Linked DNA regions of Sus scrofa: region 2 is linked to region 1. A link is a contact called in public HiChIP or PLAC-seq data. All regions are on one chromosome and are shown on one strand. Each heading gives the region's core, a stretch centred on a gene start, on an enhancer-like site or on the middle of the called end of the contact. The rest is flanking DNA. Distances are from core to core; before and after follow the strand shown.

The links. HiChIP or PLAC-seq counts read pairs in DNA pulled down with a chosen protein or histone mark.
Region 2: a contact with region 1 is called in an H3K27ac HiChIP or PLAC-seq map of alveolar macrophages. The contact joins two enhancer-like sites. A contact is called at or near these places in 2 of 47 Hi-C or Micro-C datasets (mesenteric adipose tissue and subcutaneous adipose tissue) and 2 of 2 datasets of contacts at active chromatin or transcription factors (alveolar macrophages and skeletal muscle).

What each region holds. Positions count from the first base shown.
Region 1 is chr1:22,257,196-22,261,821 of Sscrofa11.1, forward strand. The region is part of intron 1 of HIVEP2 (transcription factor HIVEP2); the gene reads left to right. Among named protein-coding and RNA genes, the nearest start is that of HIVEP2, 19 kb to the left of the region's middle. Within about 2 kb of position 3,311, at least 62 of the 83 cell types and tissues checked have an H3K27ac peak or open chromatin away from gene starts, as enhancers often do. A contact at or near this core is called in alveolar macrophages, skeletal muscle and subcutaneous adipose tissue, where this site is marked.
Region 2 is chr1:22,366,638-22,370,887 of Sscrofa11.1, forward strand. All of the region lies in intron 2 of HIVEP2 (transcription factor HIVEP2), which reads left to right. Among named protein-coding and RNA genes, the nearest start is that of HIVEP2, 130 kb to the left of the region's middle. Within about 2 kb of position 2,929, at least 37 of the 83 cell types and tissues checked have an H3K27ac peak or open chromatin away from gene starts, as enhancers often do. A contact at or near this core is called in alveolar macrophages, skeletal muscle and subcutaneous adipose tissue, where this site is marked.

The DNA of each region.
Region 1 (4,626 bases), core at 2,061-4,560:
GTAAAATAGAGTTCTCCCTTTATTCTCGGACTTCCCTGTCCACTCAGTGAGCTAGCATCTCCTTTGGACTGTGCTTCAGATAGTTCATTTTGAGCTGGGCTTCAGTCTGGGGAAGTTCTAGCTCTCAAGGAACAACACAGCCCTACAGTGTGGTATGAAATAGGATGTGACCTGAGAAGGAAGAACATCCAGATAATTTTGTCATTGCATTTCTTGGGAGGCAGTTTTTTAGAAAAACAGCAAATGACTGGTGAATGCTCATTTAAGGAGAAGAATAACTCAATATTGGATAGCATGAGAGAAGAAAAAAAATTAGTATGCCTGAATATTTTGAGAGATGCCAGCTTGTGAGACAAGTCAGGCTGTCACAGTCAAGTGACCTGAAAGACTAGTCAGAGTATAAGAAAATGTGGAGCCTCTTTTGGTAGCGATCTGGGATCTCAGAAACATGGAGACCCAGATAATTCCTGAAGTGACACGCTATCACTCTCATATCGTCACTGTGCATCTTAAAGGAAACCAGTCCTGAATGAAATAAGGTGTTTTAAAAGAATTAACTTGGGAAAATTCAAGCCTCAATCCTTTCCACTGAATGAAGTGATAATACATTTTATTAAGTTGGAATTGTGCACTCTCGTAACATACTTCAAAGCGCAAAACTGGAACATTTAAATTTTTTTCCAGGAGTTTCTAAAAAAGTCTGAAATTTCTGCCCTGCAAAATATCCCTTTATCCTCACAGTTTATTTGTTCTCTCTTTCATGATATTAAAGAGATACCTTTGAGACTAGCACCAGGAACCTGAAGAATTCATAGTTTATAATTATGGTTTACGTTTTCAATTATATGTTTATTCACAAGTTGATTTAATTTATTGCTATCATACTGGCCTTCATATCATCAGTCTGTACTAAATGTATGGTAGTACTGATTTCATTTAGTCTGTAATTAGGATTATAAAACAGGATAATTTTTAGTCACCCTTCTTTTGTTCTTTCCAAGTGCCATCATCGGCAATTAAGTATAAACCAAAGAGCATGAACTTTAGCTGAAATCTTCAGGGAGCTTAGACAGTATCTGGGCAGTCCCTTGCAGTTTGTGGAGTGTTAATTATATACCATTGACCGATGATTTGAAGGAATAAGTAAAAGTTTGTTCTAATCAAAAACCCCGGAATCACTGCAGTGATTTAATGGGTAAAAGGATGATTGATATGAGAAGGAAAAAAAAAAAAACTAAAGAAGGTGGTATGAGATCACCCAGGAGTCAGGCAACCACAGCAGTATTTCCTAGGAGTAAACACATTCGGAATCACTTTTACAATCAAGAATCCTTTAATACAGTTTGGGAAGCTGTTTAAAAGCTACTATATTCAAACTAAATAAAAAAAGCAGTTGAATGGGATTATTTCCCAGGCCCCTCTCATCACTCGTATTGCAGAGGTGCTGGCTACCAGGCTAGCTTCGAGCATCCTGTATAGTACAGAGGGCGTGGTTTTAGTTGCAGTTAGGAGTATGGAAATGGAAGGGTCTTTTTCTTTTCAAAAATATTGGAAGGAGCCCCTCTGAGGTCCCTACATTTATGCTAGTCCTGTGTTTTCTGAGCCTATTTCTTGATAAAATAGGCATAGAAATACATGTGGAATAAATGTAAACTCTCTGCACATTTGATGTTATTACATGATAAACTATACTGTTGTGTCACTCAGATCTTTAGAAAATTAGACAAGTTCTCAGGGGCTTTGGGTCACTTTGAGTGGAAGCCAGGGTTCCTTTCGATACAGGTAGTGAATGCCAGGTAGTAAATGCCTGGATAGGACAGCTAACATTTACTAAGTTGTAGTCTTTTATTTGTGCTTAAAGTGCTAAAAAAAAATTTTTTTTTTAAGTAAACTTTAAAAAATGTAACTTCTTTATCAAGGAGGAGTAGCTTTGGATGATGAACTTCATGAAAGCATCAAGATGATGAGTTCTTTTTAATTCTTAAGATTCATTTACTTGTGAATCTACAGGTTACAACGCAGGAAATATCATGATTCTTTTAACAGCCTAAATATATTTAAGAATAGAGTTAGTTTTTTAGAGCAGCTTTAGAGTCACAGCAAAATTGAGTGGAATAGAGAGTCCATAGCACTGCCTGCCCCCTTCCCCTCCCCCACTCCCTGATGGGCACAGCCTCCTCCACTATTAGAATCTTGCATAGGGTGGTACATTGGTTACAGTGGATAAATCTGCATTGACATGTCATTATCACCCAAAGTCCATAATTTACACTTGATAAAGCCCTAAATATTTTAATTCCATGTCCTGATGTGAGGCGTTGCTAAATTCAAATGTTAGAGAAATTGGCAAAATACAACATCTGTTAACATTGATTCGCCAAAGAAGAACAGAATCTAAAATTTGTTAAGCTCATCCAGTTTTTTTATTTAAAAATGATTATAGAGTCCCTTATAGTCTCATAACCCTTATTAACCTTAAGCCACTGCTTTTCTAGAATTACACATGGTTATAATCTGGTTTATGGTTTGTACTAAATGGAGGGCTGGAAATTTAGGATAAAGGAAACTTTAAAAATCGCTATTATTTTTATATGAATGGGTAAAATTTCCACTTTAAAACATCCTGGCCAAAAGTTTTGCGTGCCATTAAAGTGGATAAGTACAAAACTGATTCTTAAGAGGTTCGGATTTTTAAAAATTAGACATTCCAGATATGATAAATTAGGACCTAATAAGTAAAAGGACTTTATATGTTGTGTAGGGGGTGTTTTTTAATAAATGAAAACGAATAGAAATGCTTTTAGAAACGTCTGAGGAGTGTCTTCTTGCCGCCTTTGACCTCACTGGAGCTGTGCAGTAGAGAAATCTTTTTCACTTGCATCTGACAGTTACTTTAGGAATCCACAATCAGGAGATGGAAAACGAGGAAAACACCTAATTGCAACAACACTGAAATGATTTTCACTTTTGATTATTTAAAAATAATCCTAGTGTAGAAAGAGTCATCTTGGGGGGAAATTACGTTAAAAATTGAGCTAAGAAACTTGCGCCAAAAAAAGTGCTTCCTCTGAGCACCTGGAAACACACGCCTTTCCCGGCCCCGGGGAAGGAGCGGGCGGCGGGCGGGAGGGGAGCAGGGTTGGGGAGCGGCCGGGCTGGGTCCGCCTGACGCGGGCGGGCGGAAAAGCCGCTCCCGCGCCGCCCCCGCCCGCGTGGCCCCCGGCGCCACGAGCCCTTCCACCCCGGGGAGCCCCGGCCCGCCCTGCAAGGGGCTGAACGTGAGGCCCCGGGCCGCCGCCGACACCCGAGGGAGTGTGAATGCAGTGACGTCTCCGCCGGTTGCAGCTGCACAACAGGAAATGCTCTCGGCCTCCCCCTTCCTGTCGGGGGAAAGTGGGGCTCGCAGCTCCCGCCGCGCCCGCCCAGACCTAGTTTCGGGGCGGCCCTCCCGGGGGCAGGGGCGCTGAGGAGAAGGCACTGACTTGGCCGAGGCTCGCTTGGCCGAGCCTGCCAGGGGACTCACTGTGCCGGAGGTCCGGGGATCGCTGGCCTCGGGGAGACCGCTGCAGCTGTACAATAGGGAACCCCGGTCAGGTGGGCCGGCTGCCTGGGGGTGAAGAGTGCTGAATAATGCTGGCTGCAGAGGGCCTGAGCGGACTTGTCCTTCGCCTTGCAGAATGCACCTTCTTTCTCTTCACGAAGCCGTACAGGAAACCTCTTGTTTCACCCTCTTTCTAACTGTCACCTTTTTGCTTTGTTGTGGAAGCAAAGATATGAATGTTTGCAGCCAAGCACAAGCATCGTGCCCTTACACACTTCGAGACGGAATCATTACAAGAAAACTCTCCGGGTAGTCATGATTTTTAAACGTTATGTAGTTAGTAAATCTTGTTTGAAAAAATGCTTATTGTGAATTTGAGAACAGAAATGTAGCCCTAATTTACTATGCTCGAATTATAGATGGATTTAAAAAAACAAAACAAACCTTTTCTACTTTTTTTTTTTTTTTTTTTCGGCTATAGGTAGGATTAAAAAGTTGAAGCCAAGAGAGTAAATCCAGCCTTTTTAGTAACAGGTGTTTTACTTTGCATTAATGATCTTTCAAGGTACATTTTAGAATCAGTGTTGAGCTTAATATTCTATAATTTAGTAACATGAATCTTGTATGTTTTATATACTTGTGAGCAAGGTAAGGGAGAATAGTATCGTATCAGCTGCGCAGTCATCATTCTGACCACTTCTCTGCTTCTCTCCTTGACTCATGAATAGGCTTTGTAATGGTAGATTGTTCTTTTGGCCCCACAGCCAAAATGCCAGAGTTCACTGGGAGGTCTGCTAAGGTTTCTTATATCAAAGACTTGACAGAGAAAGGATTTAATAGATGAAGCTATGATTTAGTAGTTCATAGTAAACCTAGAAAATCATTCTAAATTGCGCCATACACTGTTCACATGTTTAAGTTAAACCGAGTCACAAGACTAATGGCTGACCTATGCTTATATAATTGTTGCCTAAATATTTTCCTTTTAAAAAATCCCCACAGGATCATTAGAAATGTATGTAGTACAATGGCATTTCCCTTGGGATGCTTTCAGCTGATTTATGCAATAAGGAAATTAAAGAGGG
Region 2 (4,250 bases), core at 1,679-4,178, 110 kb after region 1:
TCGGTTGGGACTTTTCAAGGGGACTGGGGGTCTTGTATGAGCAGGTGGGGCTGGAACAGGAGCTGTGGTTAATTGGCGTTGATGCCACTTCATCTCTATATGCCTGTAGGCTGAGAGGGTCTGGGAGTGTTTGGGTAGCTCATTTCCAAGTCAATAAATACTCCCTTCACTTCCATGGGGATGAGGAGAGACACTTCTATCCCATAAATCTGTTTTTCTCCCACACATGGGAAAGGATAGGATTGATCCATTTCCTTTTGTGAATATTCTCTGTGGAGGAAGCTAGGGAAGCAATTTAGTCATTGATCCTAGATCATTGGAATTATAAAGGGAATTATTATTCACCTAAATTGAGGATCTTAACCACAAATGAATAGAATTCAGAGGGTCTGAGTATTTGGTTAAAAAAAATTAAAACTTTATTTTCATGAACATCTCAGCACACCCTCCATTATTGTAGGCAACAGATAACAGTAATTTTAGCAATGTCTGTGACTTTGTCACCAGTAGAAATCCCAGGTATTTTCATGTCATATAACTGTTGTGAATACTATCCCAAAGTATCTTTGTAATTATGATTACTCAACATTATGGTGGCTATTCTCCTTTGCTATATCTTGTTTCTACTTTTTAATAGAGTCGCATACATTCCTGTCAACAAATTTGTTTTAAAAATTTTTTTGAGGTGACTATTTCATTATAATTGGTATCCTTTATAACACTATGTGTTTGAGCTTAAAACATTATGCTAAGAAGGGATCCCCTGGCTTCATCAAACTCTCAAAGGGGTTCATGGTGACCGGAGGGTTGAGAAGTTCTGATCTAATTAAAATCTCCCATTTTACTGCAGAAAGTCAAGGCCTTGAAGAGGGTAGTGAGTTGCTTAAGGTCATCCAGCAGAACAGGGGTTAAAAGTGGTGTCCTTCCTGTTCTGTGTGGCTTCTTGGCACCTCAGTCCTGGTCTTGGTGTCAGGGGAATGAGGTCCTTTGTCTAACTCAGCAAACCCTTTTATGATGATGGAGGCCAAGTCAGCTTCCTTCTTTGTCCTTCCCTGGCCTGCGGTGCCCTTCCTCTCACCTCTCACCTCCAGGCCCACTGGTGGGGGTGGTGAGGTCTGGTCATCTCTACAGTGCTTGTCCCTGGGTCCCACATCATCACAAAGCGTGGGTCCTAAGTCACCTGAGGTGGCAACAGAAAGAGTAAAACATTGAATCCTGGTTGCTTGACCCCATTTAGTGGTGGTATTTCAGGCAATGTCGGTATCCCCATCCTAGCAGAGGAAATCTTTTCATCCCACCCGGTTGGCTTTCTTCTCCCACCCCCACGGGCTTTTTTAAGTTAATTAAGGAACTCCTGTTACATGGTTTCCTCCGTTTTAGACTAATGTCAGGCCGAAATGTCAACAGAGAAATAGAGTACTAATGTTTATACTGCACTTCTTAGTGCCATTTCTAAGCACCTTCTCTTACCAGTTCTAACAATATTATCATTACCCCTGTTTCACAGGCGAGAAATCTAAGGCACAGATAACTGAGGTTATTTATATGTCTATGTAGTGTCAGAGATGGGGTTCGAAAGAGGTGTCCTGGCTCTGGCGTCCGTGAGCTGGACCACTGTGCCACATGGCCAGTTACTATTTCAGTGTCTTACACTATTGTCCAGTCTCTGTTTTTCTTTGGTTTGGGATTGGACTAGGAACCTGCATATCTAGGATGAAGGGAGCCTTTGAATTATTTTAGTGCAATACTAGAGGAACTCTTTCCAGTCTCAGAGCTGTCTCTGAAAGGTACTGTGTCATTTGGTTCAAAATCTGTGCAGCTTTAATCTCCTGCTTCTATGTATTCAGGCAATCTGGTGAAGGAAAAACACATTCATACCCCCAAAAGTTTAGTAGTGCTGCAAAATACTTGATTTGGATTGACTCTGTCTCCAATTCAGGGACATTGACAGTGCTTTGATCTTTGCTGTTGAAGTCATCTCATCAGCAACACTGGCAAATACATCTTTGAAAATTTAAAATTCAGAAAATTATATCTGAATTCCTGTGTTTTGAAAAAAAAATGCTAGTATTTCTCTTCTTGAACACTAGTTGATGTTTTGGCAACTAGTTAAACGTCTGCAAATCCAAGGGCTGGCTGAGAAGCTAAGCTTGCTGTAACCAGTTATCCCCAGATGGCCAGACTCTGTTGCATACCACTTTATAGATGCTCACTGGTTACATACTTGGGGTTATGAGGTGTACTGTTCCACTGGTTTTGCCAGCCATGCACAACACATTATTTGATAGGTTGAGACAGATGGTGTAGCTCAAGCTAAAATGAGGGAGAAAAGAAAGTGAAAAAATAGAAAAAGGGCACTTGATTTTCTAACTCACATTTCGGAAGTGAATTTTAGCTTCTATGATTGACTAATAAATGCAGTGTTGCCCTAAGACTTGAATTCATTAGCGTCTGTTTAAACAGATATAAGTGAGTAATCGGCAGGAAGCAATCTTTTCCCTCATGGATGCTGTGCCAGATTTTATGGGGTCTCCTCCAGATTTGAAAATGTTGGGCCACTGGAAGTGTCAAAAATAGATCTGGGTTTTTCAGACGAAGACATACCACCATCAGTACCAATCAAAACAGAAAAATCCCAAATTTTATTTTTAAACTGGAAAAAAAAATATGTATATATAGCCTGGTGAAGCAGTGGTGATAAGGACAATTAATCAGTTTTCATGCAGCTGCTTCCTGACATTTCTGCAAATTGTTGTGGAAAAATTAATGAAGGTTAGATCAGTAATGGTTTCAAGCTTGGCCAGTGGAAAGTATGACAGTGTTTCCATCAGCAATTAAGCTGGGCTGCTTTCTTTTTTCTATAGGGGAAGTGGTATGATGTGTGTTCTCCACAGGAAATGGAAAGGGCAGTTGAGCTGTGTGAGCACAGGTATGGGAGGAGCGCGCTGGGGCTGCTCCAGCAGGCTGGCCCGGACGGGCACCATGGCCCATGTGCATCTTTTGCAAAAAGGATTTCTCTCTACCACCCGGAGACATCATCCCTTAAAAAAGAGAGTGAGAATTGCGAGACTTTCTTGCGCTGCCGTTTCAGAAACACACAGAGGCTCTGAATCTAAACTTTGGGAACCAGAAAGTGGAACTTATGACAAACAGAAAGTGAAACTCACCTATCTAATTTTATTTTTCAAGCCAAAGGTAGTTCAGTACAGGCCCAGTTCACATCCTGTGTAACCCTATGGGATTTTCCCCAGTATTAGTTAAAAATTTTCCCATAGGGTCACACAGGATGTGAATTAAAGTAAACACTTAACAAGCATGATGAAAAGGAAATTAGCTTTCTAAATGATCCTTTCACTGTTAACATCCTGAGTACTTATTAGAAACATGGGAAAGGGTCACTTCACTGTGTCATTATCAAGTTGGTACATTATGAGTATATTAACACTCCTTCCTACTTCATATGAAATGTAGTTCTTCACATATGAAACTAGATTTTACCTATTTGGTGAGCTCTTAGGAAAATGTCAAAAAGCCCGGCAAAACACTCTGTAAATCAATAATTCTTAGCCTTTTGTGGGGAAGGGTTCACAGACCTCTTTAGGACTCGGATAGAAATTTTTGACCCTTTCTCCCAGAAAAAAAAAAACAAACGCATTTTACATGCAGTTTTTAAAGGTTCACAGATCTCTTAAGTGACCTTGGACCTTAGGCATTTTTTCTTGGACTAGGTTTTTAAAGCTTTTGATGGACAGATAGGACATTAGAATGAAAATATTAATTCAGTTTAAGTAAAGATGTTATAAGAGGCCTTTTTTAAAGAAACTTTAGCAATAATAATTCTTTCCCTTTTCCACCTGGAAAATACTTCCTTGTCAATGGAAGGGAGCTTGTACAGTGGACAGAACATACAAAGCTGGCATTGAAGCTGGCTCTGTGACATTTTAGCAAGTGACTTTTGGGGCCCTGCCTCAATTTCATCACTTTAAAATGCTGGCAGGGGATAAGATGTCGCTTGTGTGTCTGGCAAATCATCCATGCTCTATATATCTCCCTTTCATTCTCTTCTTTCCTTCCTTCTTTGAGATGTAGCTTCAATGTCACTTTCTTACGCATCTTTTGGCAATTTCTCTTTGCAGGTTTTTTTGTTTTTTGTTTTTTTCACTTTCCCTGCAGTGTTCCTCTACTGCTTTGCAAATTCCTTTACTCTTAAAGTTGTGTTGTCATGCATTGGTTACTAAAGGTGTGCGTTC